2 separate regions of the Sus scrofa genome follow, and region 2 is linked to region 1. A link is a contact called in public Hi-C data. All regions are on one chromosome and are shown on one strand. Each heading gives the region's core, a stretch centred on a gene start, on an enhancer-like site or on the middle of the called end of the contact. The rest is flanking DNA. Distances are from core to core; before and after follow the strand shown.

What was found. Hi-C and Micro-C count contacts between places; a contact is called where the count stands out from the background.
Region 2: a Hi-C map of liver shows a contact between it and region 1, with 2.1 times the contacts expected there. The contact joins two enhancer-like sites. A contact is called at or near these places in 1 of 5 promoter capture datasets (liver), 24 of 47 Hi-C or Micro-C datasets (adipose tissue, alveolar macrophages, brain and 12 more) and 1 of 2 datasets of contacts at active chromatin or transcription factors (skeletal muscle).

The regions. Positions count from the first base shown.
Region 1 is chr1:182,484,258-182,487,799 of Sscrofa11.1, forward strand. No RefSeq gene overlaps it. Among named protein-coding and RNA genes, the nearest start is that of GNPNAT1, 63 kb to the left of the region's middle. Within about 2 kb of position 1,609, at least 2 of the 83 cell types and tissues checked have an H3K27ac peak or open chromatin away from gene starts, as enhancers often do. A contact at or near this core is called in fetal liver and liver, where this site is marked.
Region 2 is chr1:182,621,508-182,625,478 of Sscrofa11.1, forward strand. It overlaps LOC106509109 (a long non-coding RNA gene), which reads right to left. Exons shown (of 3, transcript XR_001306376.2): 3 at 3,168-3,971. Among named protein-coding and RNA genes, the nearest start is that of FERMT2, 17 kb to the left of the region's middle. Within about 2 kb of position 1,979, at least 4 of the 83 cell types and tissues checked have an H3K27ac peak or open chromatin away from gene starts, as enhancers often do. A contact at or near this core is called in fetal liver and liver, where this site is marked.

The sequences.
Region 1 (3,542 bases), core at 359-2,858:
ACAACAAAAACTCTCAAATTTCTTGTGAAAATTAAGTAGGAAGGCCTGTGTAACTGGGACGTAGTAAGTGTCCAGTGAATAAATGCTTCAAAAACAGTAAAAACTGGAGTTCTCATTGTGGCTCAGCAGAAACAAACCCAACTAGTATCCATGAGGGTTTGGGTTTGATCCTAGCGCTGCTCAGTGGGTTAAGGATCTGGTGTTGCTGCGAGCTATGGTATATGTTGCGGCTCAGATCTGGTGTTGCTCTGGCTGTGGTGTAGGCCATCACCTAGGTTCTGATTCTACTCCTAGCCTGGCAGCTTCTATATGCTGTACCTGCAGCCCTAAAAAAATAAATAAATAAATAAAATAAAAACTATATGCAATTTGTAATCCTTGATTAGATCTTGGTTTTTTTTTTTAGCAGCTATAAAGGACGTCCTTGGGACAATTATGAACGTTTGGATTTCAACTGAATATTAGATATTAGAGCACTCTTAATAATTTTGGGGGGTGTGACAATGACACTGAGGTTGTGAAGGAGAATTTCCTTGTTCATAAGTGATGTTTGAAATATTAGGGGGTGAAGTGTCATGATGTCTGTAACAGATTAAGTTTTTCAGAAATAAATACAGTGACATGAATAATATTAACAATGGTTAAAGGTAGGTGGTAAGTGAAAGGCTGCTTATCATACTATTCTTTCAACTTTTCTAGATGTTTGAAAACTTAGAAGAATAAAATTTGGGTAGAACCTTTAGTCCCTTTTTCTCATCCCTATTAAGAACAATGTATGACAATAACAACAAAAAAGACAAAAGACAAAAAAAAAAAAAAAAAAAAAGAAAAAAAAAAAAAGGAGTTCCCGTCGTGGCGCAGTGGTTAACGAATCCGACTAGGAACCATGAGGTTGCGGGTTCGGTCCCTGCCCTTGCTCAGTGGGTTAACGATCCGGCGTTGCCGTGAGCTGTGGTGTAGGTTACAGACGCAGCTCGGATCCAGCGTTGCTGTGGCTCTGGCGTAGGCCGGTGGCTACGGCTCCGATTCAACCCCTAGCCTGGGAACCTCCATATGCTGAGGGAGCGGGACGGCCCAAGAAATAGCAACAATAACAACAACAAAAAAGACAAAAGACAAAAAAAAAAAAAAAGATAAAAGAACAATGTATGATTATGCAATTCCCCAAAAGAAATCTTTTTCCCAAATTATGAGTTAGAAATTGGAGATCAGGAGTTCCTGTCGTGGCTCAGCAGTAACGAACCTGGCTAGTATCCGTGAGGACATGGGTTCTATCCCTGGCCTTGCTCCATGGGTTAAGGATCCTGCATTGCCGTGAGCTGTGGTGTAGGTCACAAACATGGCTCAGATCTCATATTGCTGTGGCTGTGGTGTAGGTTGGTGGCTACAGCTCTGATTTGACCCCTTGCCTGGGAACATCCATGTGTGGCAGGTGAGGTCCTGAAAAGAAAAAAAAGAAGAAAAATTGGTGATCAGACAAATTCAAGGCCGTTTCAGAAAGGATTTTGTTGTTTTTCTTTTAAATCTGATTTAAATGAGTCAAGGGTAAACTCAGATCTTAGGCAACACTCTTTCTGAACTTTGTCACACAATTATTTAACCTTTATTTGCCTGAGCTCTGTTTTACTTTGCACATTACTATTTGCCAGAGGAATTGTGTCTTCATAGCCACTAGCAAGTTATTTGTCACTTAATCCAAGGCCACCAGAAGGTGCAGTTTCACTTGGTGAGCTTATAATTTAATTGGAAGGTTAAGCACAGTGAACCTGAAGAACACACTCAGAACAATACAGAAAGTACAAATTAAACCAGTGCAGTTCCAAAGGAGGTTCCAAAAGGAAACTGATCTTTTTTGTTTGTTTTCTTCTTTTTACTGCTGTACCTGTGGCTTATGGAAGATCCTGGGTGAGGGGTTGAATAGAAGCTGCAGCCACAGCCACAGCAATGCAGGATCCAAGCCACATCTGAGACGTACACCACAGGTCACGGCAACACCAGGTCCTTAAACCCACTGAGCGAGGCCAGGGGTTGAACCTGCATCCTTACAGACACTGTGTTGGGTTCTTAACCTGTTGAGCCCCAGGGGTACCCCAGGAAGCTGTTCTTAATATCAGGCTGGAAACAAAATGTTGTAACATCCTAGATGTTAACGGTGATTGGAAATCTAGAGACTTCAGACCTTTCCATAGTTTAAATTTTTCTTCAAGTTCAGATAGATTCAGGGAAACCACCACTGGAATTTTTTCAATCCAGGTGTTCTTTTCCCTGAAGTTGAAGCCAGAGGATGACATTGTGTTTTAATCACAGAGAAACTGTTTTTTGACCACAGTTTTCATCAAATCCCCAAAGCCCCAAAAGGTAAAGAATACCTCCAGTATACCACATATCTGTTGTACACTATGATACATCACATTATTAAGTAATCATAACATCTGTGGTCCTTAGAGTCACATTGAAGATGCTGTCCTGAATTTTCTCAAGCAATGCCAATTTTCTCAGAGTTGATCCCTTAAAAAAGTGGTAGTAGGAAATGAGCTAGATTTACATGGGAGCTAAAAACTCTTGCAGATGTGATGATAGATTCATTTTAAAAGTTTGATCCTATATTAGAGAGGCTATTAAAATTCTAATACATTTACTTGGGCAACTTCTGCTAATATGAAATTTATCTACTTGAGCTTTTGCTGAAGATTGATTGACTGGGGGAAAATGTAGGGAAGTATTTCTTTTTACCTCTAGATGGTGCTATGTATTGTTTTATGTTAAGCACAAGCCTGCCTAATTTTGAAGTTGGAAAGATTCCTAAATATTATGCATCTTATTTTATAGATGAACAAACTGAGACTCATTGAAATCTTGTCTTATTTAAGATAAATTCTGGTGTGAGGCAGAGCCTCAGTTTTTGCAAAATGTGTAATGTATGATTGGTTCGAGTAAAAATTAGTCATTCCATAATTTCATACTGTATTGCGTTTACTGTTGTGAGAGGTTTAAGAGTCTGTTTTATTTAAAAAAATTTTTTTTTCTTAAAATATAGTTAATTTACAATTTTCTGTCAATTTCTGCTATAGAGCAAAGTGATCCAGTCATACATATGTATATACATTCTTTGTTCTCACATCATCTTCCATCATGTTCCATTACAAGTGATTGGATATAGTTCCCTGTGCTATACAGCAGGACCTCATTGCATCCCTCCTAAATGTGATAGTTTGCATCTGCTAACCCCAGACTCCCAGGCCATCCCGTTCCCTCCCGCTCCTCCTTGGCAACCACAAGTCTGTTCTCTATATCTGTGAGTTTGTTGCTATTCTCTAGATAGGTTCATCTGTGCCATATTCTAGATTCCACATGTTAAGTGATACCACATGGTATTTGTCTTTCCCTTTCTGACTGACTTCAGTTAGTATGAGAATCTCTAGTTGCATCCATGTTGCTGCAGATGGCATTATTTCATTCTTTTTTATGGCTGAGAAGAGTGTTCTACTTTGTGGATTCATGAAGTTTTCTTTAAGAAGTTCTCAAAGAAAATAATTTGCCCA
Region 2 (3,971 bases), core at 729-3,228, 140 kb after region 1:
CCTCCTTCAGGGATGAAGAACTTCCTCCCCTCCCCCCCCCACCACCCACCACCGTTTGGGGAGTGCCCTTGGCAGGGAGCCCTTAGCTGTTGGCCTTCCTTCTCTGGAAATTGTCTTGGCTGGCGTGACCATGAAGTCCAAGGTCACACCCTCCCCAGGGCCACGTACATCCTGAGACTGATTGATGTGGAGGTATAAAGGCCTGGACGCCTTCCTGATTCAGGACAACTCGGAAGGGCCATTCCAGCTTCAGCTCCCCAAGGGTCATGAGGCCTTAGCTGAGACTGCACTGCAACCTGAACTTTCTGCTCATTTCTGCTTTTTTCTCTTCTTCTCTTCTCTTCTGTAGGTGTTGATTCTAAGAGTACTTCGTAGTGAAATCCCTGCATACTAATCTCCATATCAGAGCTGGCTTCTCAGGAACCTCAGCCTGTGCATATATGTTGCCAGTGGTGGCTTGAGAGAGCTGAAATTAATATTATCAGTTTTAGTGACTCATTCCAGAATTTTATCATCATGGCAGCTAAAAAGTACTTTCTTATGTTCGACTTAAAAACTCTCCTGTTTTGGAGATCTGTGGCGCACAGGGTGTTAAGGATATGGTGTTGTCACTGAAGTGACTTTGATTGCTGCTTTGGGACAGGTTTGATCCCTGGCCTGGGAATTTCCACATGCCACGGCCATGCCCGAAACAAACAAATAAACATAACTCTTCTATTTCAACAGTCTCCAAGACATATTAATTGAAAAAAAAGTAAGATACAGAAGGTTGTGTATTGTGAGCATCTATTAGTGAAAGACAAAGAGAAAGGGAGAATGCATTTACATACAGGCTTACATGTGCATAGAATATATCTGTAAGGAAATAGAAGAGATCTATAATAGAGGTTGCCTCAGAGGAAAAAGATCATTGGTCTGGGCAGGGGGCTTACTTTTACTGCAAGCTCTTATATATTACTCTTCTTTCTTTCTTTCCTTTTTTTTTTTTTTTTTTTTTGCTTTTTTTTTGCTTTTTAAGGGTTGCACCTGTGGCATATGGAAGTTTCTAGGTTAGGGGTGGAATCAGAGCTGCAGCTGCAGCCTATGCCACTGCCACAGCAACACCAGATCTGAGCCATATCTTCAACCTACATCGTAGCTGCAGCAATGCTGGATCTTTTAACCCACTGGGCAAGGCCAGGGATCAAACCTGCATCCTCATGGATACTAGTTGGGTTTTTAACTCACTAAGCCACAAAGGGAACTCTGATATTACTCTAATTTCCATTATGTACTATATAGATTTCTCTTTTTTTAAGGCTGGAAGCAAAATAAGACAAACTGGTAATTGTTGATAATTCTGAATGGTAGGAATATGGGTTTGTATTGCATTGGCTGCAGTTTTCTCTAGTTTTAAAAATTAAAAAATTTCTTTCTTTTTTTTTTTTTTTTTTTTTTGTCTTTTTTGGGCTGCACCCACAGCATATGGAGATTCCCAGGCTAGGGGTCCAATGGAGCTGTAGTCCGCCAGCCTACGCTACAGCCACAGAAACTCAGGATCTGAGCCACATCTGTGACCTACCCCACAGCTCACGGCAATACCAGATCCTTAACCCACTGAGAAAGGCCAGGGATCAAACCCACATCCTCATGGATGCTAGTGGGGTTCATAAGCAGCTGAGCCACGACAGGAACTCCTAAAAATTAAAAAATTTCTTAACCCCAAAAATCCATCTGTTTAAATCGATTTCTTCTTGTGGACATAGAGACCATCCTATTTACGGAAACACTGCATTTATTTGAATGTGTTCTGCGAATGAATAAATGACAGTTCTTCTTCACCTCTTATTCTACAAACAGGGAAATGTGCTATCATTTGAAACAGGGCCACTAAAACCAGGCCCCCTGCCAGGCACACAAACATGAAATGTCCTGAAGTGCTAGTTAAAGCGGGCTGGATCCTCTCCCTTCTACTTCCTGTTTGCCCAAGTGTGCACAGGGCAGGGCCCGATGAACTCCTCTGCTGATAGAAGGCCGGACAGCAAACTACAGAAAGGGAAGACCCAGCACAGCTTTGCCCAGTAGATACTCAGTCTCTGTTTTTGACTCACTAATGACCACTTGGCCATGATCAATGCCTTCGTCTCTGGGAGGGGCCTGATGTTTTGCCTCCTGGGACTTCACGGTGAGTAAAGCTCACTGTGGTGCTGCTTTGCTCGCAGCAGCTCCTGAGGACTCATCCATCCCTGCAAACTGGAAACAGACCAGCTTCCTGTCTTTCTGAATGCAGGAGAAAAGGGATGACCTTGAAAAGTATTAACCTTGCAGCAATACCCTGAAAAGTAGTGCAATAAATCAGCCAAATATCAATTTAGAAACTCTGAGAAGAGAACAATGCATAAGGTATGGTTTTATAACAACTGATGCTTGTCTCACTCATCTAATTTCCTTCTAGGTGGAGGGATAAGCCTGGTTGAAGGAAAAGAAACAATAAATTACACAATTTTTTAACCTATTGAAATTTTTCATTTTTGCCTTGTACAACAAATTAAAATGAGAACAACACATTCTAGACAGATCTATTGGTAGGGTGATTAAAATCTCAGACGAATCATTGTCAATCATACAACAAATGTGTTCCAAAGGGATTTCAAAGGGATTGTGCAGATATTGGCTCTGCATTCATTTTAAGCAAGACATGTTTATCGAACACTTAGTATTTTCCAGGCACTCTTCGAGATACTAGGGATACAGCATTGATCAAAACAGACTAAAATTCTTGGCCCCATGGAGCTTACATCTTAGGGGAAAGAGAATATACACAAATTCTATGTTAGATAATGTTAACAATTAAAAAGAAAAAAAAAAAGTAGCAGGGATGAGGAACTAAGAAGTGTAGTGTACATTTTTAAATAAAATGGCAATTGGAGTTCCCGTCGTGGTTCAGTGGTTAATGAATCCGACTAGGAACCATGAGGTTGCGGGCTTGATCCCTGGTCTCACTCAGTGGGTTAAGGATCAGGTGTTGCCGTGGGCTTTGGTGTAGGTTGCAGACGTGGTTCAGATCCTGCATTCCTGTGGCTGTGGCGTAGGCCAGCGACTGCAGCTCTTATTGGACCCCTAGCCTGGGAAACTTCATGTGCTGTAGGTGCAGCCCTAGAAAAAGGCAAAAAAAAAAAGAGAAATAAATAAATAAATAGAATGGCATTAAAAGGCCTTATGAGAGTGTGATGTTTGTGTAAAGATTTGATTAAGGTGGGAAGGCATCTTGCAGATATTTGGAGAACACTTTAGATGTGAAAATGGCATGTACAAAGGCCCTGAGGCAGGAGTGTGCATGGTGTTTTGCACTGAGCCTGCAGCAGAGTGAATAGGTGTGGAGGTCACAGAAGTAGCAGGAGCTGGTCGGACAATTTACTATTGTCAGTAATGACTACTAGATGTTCAGTACTAGGTACTGAACTCTTTGTATCTGGGGTACACCCCATCATGTAAGTCTAGGTAAGAGGCAGAATACCCTCAGCCACAACCATTGACCTGGAAGGAAGCATCTCCCCTCTTCCTGGTCAATGAAGAAACATACAGATTGTCAATGGATTGTTCCTACTCAGGACTGGGAGCCACAGAGGAAGAATCAAAGCCTGGGGCACAGGCACAATGGCAGTGAGAGCCCCATGGCAGCAGTCTACTGTGCAGTGTGTACAGCACCAGCAGCAGTGTCCCGCCCAGAGTGTCACAGAAGGGTCAACATGGCTATGCCTTCCACCAAGCCTTCCTTACGTTTCGTCCATATTCTGAATCTAGTTCTCCAACTTTCCTATCTTCCATCAATTAACTGGTGAACCAACAAAAACTCCCTCTGTTTAAGCTAGCCAGAATCACCTCTTGTGCCGTGGTAGAGAAAATACTGACAGATAATGATGGAACTCAGGATTATAGTTCAAAATATCCTTTATAGCTGAGGTACTAATTAGTAAAAAGCAGAAAGACAC